2 separate regions of the Gossypium hirsutum genome follow, and region 1 is linked to region 2. The links are chromatin contacts, called in public Hi-C maps. All regions are on one chromosome and are shown on one strand. Each heading gives the region's core, a stretch centred on a gene start, on an enhancer-like site or on the middle of the called end of the contact. The rest is flanking DNA. Distances are from core to core; before and after follow the strand shown.

Region 1 (4,661 bases), core at 1,922-4,421, 160 kb before region 2:
AGTTACTGTTTTACCAGGCAAGAGTTAACCATGAAACAAATCCCTTCAAATACACAAGTTTAGATATTACTTTATTTAGCTATGCAGCAGTTACCAAAAATCGTCTAGCTGGCAATGTTAGATGCCAGACAAGAATTCATTAGAGCTCACCAAGCAGCCCATATTTACGCAAGAAGTTAAGTGTTGTTGCAGCATCCCAGTCATACCTGTAAATAAATCAAGCAATAATTCATATAAAGAACAGCGAACTTGACTGCTATTACTAATTGAGAAAGGCAGTAATTGTCGAAACATACTGATGTTTGGTAGGTTCTTGAGGCTTAGGTTCAATCAGTAGAGTTCCTGAATCAAAGAATATTCCATCAGAATTCCACGAAAAAAAAATAACTACAGAAAGACAACCCTGTGGCCCAGAATAGCATAATTTTTTTGTCCCCCTTCTCACCACCTACATTTGCTGGAAGGGGAGCTAGCATACAGTCTTAAGATTGTTATAATGGAAAATTACCATTGAATCCAATCTTCTTCTTGTAGGCAGCAGCAGCTTCAAGAAATTTTGCCTGTCAAAATAAATAATTGAAGTTGCACAGTTAATAAATAAGACGCCACATTGGAAACTTGAAGAAGAAAGTTTAATCAGGAAAATGCATAAAATAGAGCAAACATTTTAAGTAACATGAAACTAACAGTTGACATTGAAAAACTTTATTTAGCAGATTTCCAAGTAAGAAATGACTAACAAATATACCATATGATCGAGCTCTCTTTCCATGTCTGTGTTCAAGAGTGTTTGGTATCCCTCACGACCACCCCAAAAGACATAATTTTCTCCCCCGAGATAATGTGTCACCTATAGGAACAGAAAGCAAAATATAAAGCAATTACCAGACATAAGACCAACATAACTGTAATCTAAACACAAAAATGCAATAAGTTTAATCTCAACGTTATATAGAAGTAAAAGCCCACCTCCATAGCTTTCTTAACTTGAGCAGCAGCATAGGCATAAACACCCAACTCAGAGCTGAAAAGCAAACACAGAAGTAAGAATTAAGTTCATCAAGGGATATATGCAAATCACTTAAGTAAGGATACCTTGTAGCAGCACCATGCATGTAACGAGGATGCATAAATAGTTGAGCAGTACCCCACAGTGGACGGATCTTGTCCCCCTGCATGATCAAGTAACAAAGATATTCGGGAAACATATAACTTAGTCTTGTATCAAGCAAGAGGGTTTAAAATTTTGAGAAAAGGGGAAAAAGAAAAAGAAAAAAGAGGAGGATAGGTCTCTACTTGAGACAAGCAAATTAAAACTTTTTGCAAATTCAGAAATTACCTGAAGTTCTTCAGCAAGTGCCACAACTTCATCCAAGTTTGAATTAGTTTCCTACAACGAAGACAATAGAAAAAATGATCGATAAACAATTGTCAAAAAAACCAATAGGAGAGGAGGGCTGTTAAGAGAGTTTAGTCAAAACCAGTTCATATTCAAGCATTTAGATATGAAAAGCAACTTGAAGAGTCAATAAGAAAAATATCCAACCTTTAGTGTTTTGCCATCAGGAGCAATGTCCCTGTCATGGAAACACCACCTATCAACTCCAAGCTTGCTTAGGAATTCGAAGTTGGCTCTCACTGCAATCATTTCAAAGAGGAGCAAAGAATGTTACCATCCTGCAGACTAGTATTAATCAAATAAGCACAGGTTGGGAGGAAATAACTATCAATCTTACTTCTTCTTTTGGCCATAGCAATGGAATTGGTACCATCTTCCCATGGCCAATACTTTGTGGGTGCACCAAAAGGATCGGCACCTGTTCCACGAAATGTATGCCAAAATGCAACACTAAATCTCAACCAGTCCTAAACAATTGACAACTAGTCAGCAATCATCAACATCTTGATAGATCTTATACATGTTAAGAATGGGAAATTTGAAACTAACCTTCATTTTCTTCCCGAGAATCACTTCTTCTGCATTGTACCATTTGTATGAAAGTGGATTCTTGCTAGAAGGACCCTGCAGTCAAAATTACTATTAAATAACAAGTATTCGAATAATTAATGCTATGGTAATCAAAAGTGCTTTGAGCTAAGAATGTATTCCAAATCTCTAATAATATATCTCGAAAAGAGAAAGATGCAAGGTTTCAAAACACAGAATATATTTAAATTATTAAATTATATTCAACCCTTTAAATCCTACAGGGGAAGTAACCCTTTTTGTCGCTGTTTTAGGGTTCCGACTCTAGAGAGTCGATATTCACCGATATTGACTATGATAACATTCATTTCCTCTGCAACTACAACAAATAAGACCTAAGTTAAATCCTGCAGGGGATGTAACTCTTTTACCTCATACTTAATTTTGGGAACTCCAGGGAAAAATTCCCCTTCCCATTCACCATCTTCACCACATTTTCCACCGAGATCAGCAGGGCATGTTTCTGGTACAGCATTCTACAGGCAAAAACAATTCCAATTCACAATAAATAAAAAATTGGAAGCAACAAATACATAAAGAATACATTTAAACATCACAAATTAAAGTTCTTTTACCACTATGAAAAAGACAGCATTCATAAAAAGAACTAGTAATAAAATCCTCCCAGCCATACTTTTATGCGTTACTATTATGCGAACTGAACCCTGCAAAAAATAACAAAATAATAACTATAAGTAATCCAATCAAAGAAAATATATTTAAGAATTATTCAGATCACCACATATCAAGTTAGCATCAAAGGAAAAAAAATTAAACACCAGAAATAATAGTCGGAAGTCGGAACAACCAATAGTGCTGCCGACAGTGACAAAAAAAAAGTCTCTTTCTTTTTCCTGATGAATACCCACCATCAGATGCCACATAAAAAGAACAATTTTTTTTAATGATTAAACACATAAAAATCATTGGTTAATAGCAAATAAAAAAAAGACCCTTTGAAAATCGAAAAAAGAAACATATTAATCGAAAGAAATAATGGCAGAAAGTGTTAAACAAAGATAGAGGACATACAGATTTGATTAAGAAAAAAAGGGTTTTGATAAGAAGAACAGAAACAAGCCCTGAGGATGATGACTCTGTACTTATAGCTACATTGAATTCATAATTATATAAAAAAATTATTATATTTTTTTGGATAAAGATTACGTGTCTCACTGTCACCGTTTTCGGTTCTCTTTGTCTAAAAATCTTCTAGCTAATTTTTAGGAATTTACATGTTTTTCTTTTTGGTAATCGGATTCTACATGTTTTTAGGTATAAGTTAGATGCTAAAACATGTTATTCTTTTTAAAATAATAATAATAATAATAAAACACTAAAAAATATTTTTTAAAAAAGTTAAAATTTTTTAAAGAAAAAAAAGGTGTAACTTTTTAATATCAAGTTGTTTGTTTTTATCACTTGATTTATTTTGTTATGATAATGATAATTTTGATTATCTTATGATTTTTTGAATTAAATTAACGGATATTATCAAAATTTATTAAATTTATTTATTTTTAATAAGTAAGGTATATTAAAATGTATTGATAATTTTGAGTAATTTTTTTGACAAAAGAAGAAAACATCACATAATTCATTTCTCCAAATGGGGATATTTAGAAAACTAGTAATCATTGACTATCCAAATGAGTCAATTTGCCCGATCTATCAACTTCTTGGTTCGCTTCTCTAGAGATATGGCATATGCTCCAATGATGAAATCGAAGAACTCGCTGAAGAATTTTCCTAATCAAAGCAGAATTTGATTCTCTTGTGAGTTCTTCTTGTACGACAGTAGCCACTTCAAGATTATTCATCTGAACTAACACATTATCGTAGCCTCAATCAATCAAGATGTCTAAGCCACCTAAGATGCCTTACAATTTAGCCTCGAATACTAAGCAACTCCCTAAAAATTTGTTAAAACTAAGGATTCAATTCTCAACTTTGTCTCGCACAATTCCTTCTGCTGAAGCAGAGTCATCCTCGGACCTTACAAAACCATCAATATTCAAGTAGACAGTTTCCATGTAGATTGGAACACGAAGTTGGAGCCTGAAGTGATATCGTTGGGCCACTAGCTGCCATCATGAACTATTTGGCCCAGCTAAAGGAGACTTTAATAGTGTCGATACTATTCTAAGACGTCCCTTGAAAAATAAAGAGATTGTGATTTTTCCATATGCGCCGTATTAGGATCTGAAAAAAACATTTCTAATCAGCTTTTCCAAATCCTAATTCATGTTTGTTCTGCAGGTTTGAGACGATCCATTCCTGCAAATTACTTGTTTATATAACTATTGGTTTATTCGTATATGTATAAACTTATATTGTGTTTATATAATTTTTTTCTATTGTATTGTATTTTATTATATTTTAAATATTATTTTAATTTGGTAAAATATATTATTTTAATATTATATCCGTGTTGTACCTTTCTAACTTATAAATAAAGATATTTTTTTAATTCACTAAAAGAGTCCTTATTTATTTTTATTCTTTAAAATTATAATATATCTAATATCTAATTTAATGCGTATATCTAATATTTAATTTAGATAGAGATTCACTTACATAGGTGTAAAATTAACTTTTATATATTTTTTACATCTAATATTTTAAAGATTTAAATGTTGAATTTATTGATATAATTATACTTGTTATGCATGCA
Region 2 (4,327 bases), core at 411-2,910:
CGTATATTTGTAGCTAAAAGCCTTCTTCTTTCCCATGTGATCCACCACCCAACAAAACCTAAATCATTTAGACTGCAATCCTCTAATGTTATTCGAAAATTATTCATCTGACTTTCTGGTCTAAGGCAGCCACCTTTTTTTTTCAAAAGAATTTGTAATCTCATTGAAATCCCCCAACACAACCCAAGGGATCGTTTGGTCGTGACTTAGCTGTCTAAGCAAATCCCTAGAAACATTTCTACTCCTACCGTCTGGATTCCCATAGAACTCTGTTAATCACCAAATTTCACCGCATTCATTATCACGAATCTCAACATCAATATGAAACAAGGAGAAACTCTTAAGGTTCGCTAAAGAATTCCATTTCTATCCTAAAGATAATCCTCCTTTCGACCCTACTGCCCCAATCTCAATTCCATTATCAAACCTACACTTTAACCTCACCATTTTCATTATTTTTTAACTTAATTTTATTTTCATAAGAAATAAAATTTGGGGATTAACGGCTCTCAATTGGTTCTTGAGCCTTTTAACAGTTCATGATCTCTCCAAACCACAAACGTTCTAGCTTAAAATTTTTATTTTGCTCAGCTGCTCTACTCACCAGAGCTAGCCATTAAGTCCAAAGAGCCTCCTTCAGCGTTAACACCCAATAGAGCTACGAGGCCCTCAACTAATCTCTGTCGCTTCCTTCTGTCCAACGCGGATATTGGATCATTTTCCTCTTTTAAAACTAAATTCATAGGCCCATTTACCAACCCATCAAAATTTGAATCACCTTTGCTCCAATTACCCTAATTATTCTTCCCATTAATGATATATTATTGGTTTGACCCCAAAAGAATTAAATTGGAATTTGATATTTGATTCCTAAAATTTATCCCTAAATTCCTCCCAGTGTATTTCTCCTTATTTGATATACTACTTTGATTGAGACTTTTCATATTTCCAACACTGTACTGTGACCCATCAGCATCATGCAACCACCTACTCACCACCGTATTTTGTCACATCAACACAGCCCACAATGATATATCCCAGCCAAAAACAATTTTTAAAGGCTCAATTTTAAGAAGAAAGGGACAATAACTCTCACTATGCTCCAACTTGCCGCAAATGAAGCAAAATAGACTTAATTTTTCATATTTAAATTGAGCATAAATAGAAATAGCTTTCCCAATCTGAATCTTCTTCTTATGTTTCAACAGAGAGATACGTCCAAACGAACACGAATGTGCAGGTATATTTTAAGGCCCAAGATTGGAATGGAAGTATCATAATCGAGGAAATTACCCAGGAAATTCCCAAATTGTTTAGCCGTTGCTTCAATCATCAGACCTGGAGGTAATTTGTGCACTTGTACCCAAAATTCAGTAAAATTTAACACCAAAACTGATGGATTTTCTCCATTTTGAATTCTTTGCAATATAAGCAAGTGATTATTGAAGAACCACGATGTACCAGAAATTACCCTTTGGACGTCAACATCATGAAAGAATTGGAACAAATATCATTTTTCCCTTAAATCCGTAATACAAATCCCTCCAATTGGGTGCCAAAGATCTGCCATAGTATTACTTAGAGAAGGGAAATGGACAACACTATCTGTTAGACATCGCCCCACCAAACAGACCTGATAGCTCCGATCCATCACCGCTGCTTCCTTTTGGAATGCCTACTCTTCATCATCTAATAAACTTAGACTGGCTAATTCCTCTTCCATAACAACGTAAAAGAACCCCAATCCGATACAAAATACTCAAGGATAAAAGATAATCAATACCAGAATCTGACAAATAGGAGAAAAAACAATCAATACCAGAATCTGACAAATAGGAGAAAAAACAGAAGAACAAATAATATTTGTGCCAAGAGGCAAACAGAGAGAACATGTCAAGAGGCAGACAGATAGAACGTGCCAAGAGGCAGACTTTAGCTTTAAAAACCCTACTGAAAATTGATGTTAAACGAACACTTGAACACAATTTTATTTTAAAACTTTAAAGGAGAAATTTTCCAACTTAAAATTTTGGGGGACAAACCTCTGCTTTTAATCCAAACATACGTAGTAATAATGAGGTAAGTATAGTCAATATTATCAAAAGTTAAGAAATATAAAAGCATAAATGGGTGCAAGCATACATCTTTTACGATGAATAGAAAAGAATCAGTATATTTGATAAAATTAAATGAAAGGGATAACTAGCCTCAGTCAAGTTGGAGAAAGGATTGTATGAAATTTTAATTCTACGTCATCCCTATTATTTTCCAATAGGAGGATGACAAATCAGATTTTTTTTCCTGATATTCAACTTTTTCCCCTAGAAAAATTCAAATTCGACTAAAAATGTTGAATATCTGAAAAAAATATAATTTGTCATTCTCCTATTGGAAAGAGATAAAGTTGATATGGAATCACAGTTTCATGTAATTCTTTCTCATCAAGTTGATAGGATAGCTAGCTAATCCGGAATATAGGGACTTCTAATTAACGCTTTCCAAATTGCTTTCAAGTAAAGTATTTCCCCAAATAAATTGGCTACCCAATGTGGGAAGCTAGGAATTCAATATTAAAGAGATAAAGTAAAATATTACAAGTTCAGGTCAAGACAACATCAAGTTAAAAGTTTAACACCAAATAAAATAATGTTTTTTTTTCTGAGCAGAAAATTACTGTGGGAATAACTTATATTAGGATAATCCTAAAATCTAAGGTTTTTAGGCATCGATAAAATTTTGTCACATCGTCAAATTTTAAATACACGAAATTATTATTATACACTCATTCTTAGAGAAATTATTTTATGAACCCTTCCCAACACATTATTCAAGGTCCCTTGAACCTAAACCTTGAATTCTAAATTTAAAACCCAAGTCCTAAACCTTAAGCCCCAAACCCCAACCTTGAACCTCAAGACTTGGGATTCAAAGTTTAAGGTTTAGGGTCCGAGTTCAAGGTTCGGGATTCTAAATTCAAGGTTTATTGTAAAATAATACCAAAATTATGTCTCAATGACATGTGTCGAAACCATTTTTTTGAAAGTGTCGACTTTTTATTTAAAACGAAAACGAGAATCGCCACCAAGCTTTTTTACGAGGTGTGATCAAATCACCTTACAATTCGATCATTTTAAAAAATAGTTTATTTTATTAAAACAACAATTTTGGTTTTGAAATTTAGAGAACGAGTTCGGGAGTCGGTTACGTACGAGGAAGGATTAGCACCCTCATAACGCCCAAAGTTGGTACCTAGTTGATTAATTAATGTCTTAGTGTCGAAAAGTTGAAAACTTGAAAATAATTTAAAATACGATCATTCTTTATTGTTATTTAAAAATGCTTGAATGAATTGAAACGAGCATTAAAGGCCCTCTCGTCCCGTGATAACAAAATGTCACATCCCATAGGTTAGGATGCGACATTTGAACCCCCGGGAATAAGCTCGTCTTTAATTTTTATTGAAATTTCATGTATTTTAAAATTTAAAATCATATTTGGTTATTTAGGTTTAATGAGAAAATTGAAACCCCGTAAATTAGGGTACGATTTCTCGGATCTCCAAAACGCAAAATATTGCCTTATTTTGAAAATTTTCTTTTTTTTGAATAATAGCGAGTACAATGCTTAAATGATGTGCATTTGTTTTATTTGGAATAAAATAAAATGGCCTATTATGGATATAAAAAAATGTGACTTTTGAAGTGATTTTAATGAAACAAGATGGAATGATAATATCGAACATGGCATAATAATTTATGAATAAGATGTTACATTAATGAATGACAATAATATGAAAATACGAATAAACGAAATATAGTACACATAATGGCAATAATCACACAACATACATCATTTTAAGTACTGAAATTAATAATCAAAGAAAATATGAAATAAAATAATATATAAAAACAATTTAAAGTAAATAATATATATAAAAAGTTTAAAATAAATAATATATGAAAAAATTTTAAAATAAATAATATATAAGAAAATTTAAAATAATATATAAAAAATTTTAAAATAAATAATATGTAAAAAGAAATTTAAAATAGATAATATACAAAACAGTTTAAAAATAACTGATACATATAAAAAGAATAAAAAATTCAAAATAAATAATACATATAACAGTTTAAACTAAATAATATATAAAAAATTTAAAATGGATAATAGTTTGAAATAGTTTAAAATATATAATATGTGAAAAACTTAAAGTAAATAATAATAAAACAATTTAAAATAAATAATGTATGAGAAAAAAAGGTTTAAAATAAATAAATAAACAACAAATTTGCAAAAATAAATTGAAATCAAACAGATTTGGGAC

Evidence for each region. A called contact is a pair of places that touch in the nucleus more often than the background predicts.
Region 1: a contact with region 2 is called in a Hi-C map of leaf, with 1.6 times the contacts expected there. The contact joins the promoter of LOC107904426 here to the enhancer-like site in region 2. A contact is called at or near these places in 2 of 34 Hi-C or Micro-C datasets (leaf and seedling).

What each region holds. Positions count from the first base shown.
Region 1 is chrA05:33,434,409-33,439,069 of Gossypium_hirsutum_v2.1, reverse strand. LOC107904426 (xylose isomerase) reads right to left here and starts at 3,171. Exons shown (of 21, transcript XM_016830808.2): 1 at 3,020-3,171; 2 at 2,563-2,652; 3 at 2,359-2,463; 4 at 1,949-2,023; 5 at 1,737-1,866; 6 at 1,547-1,638; 7 at 1,340-1,390; 8 at 1,096-1,172; 9 at 970-1,024; 10 at 749-850; 11 at 509-560; 12 at 297-342; 13 at 151-206. The coding sequence starts at 2,619.
Region 2 is chrA05:33,273,709-33,278,035 of Gossypium_hirsutum_v2.1, reverse strand. It overlaps LOC107904432 (a long non-coding RNA gene), which reads left to right. Exons shown (of 4, transcript XR_001686230.2): 4 at 1,209-1,526. Among protein-coding and RNA genes, the nearest start is that of LOC107904432, 6.1 kb to the left of the region's middle. Within about 2 kb of position 1,660, at least 9 of the 9 cell types and tissues checked have an H3K27ac peak or open chromatin away from gene starts, as enhancers often do. A contact at or near this core is called in leaf, where this site is marked.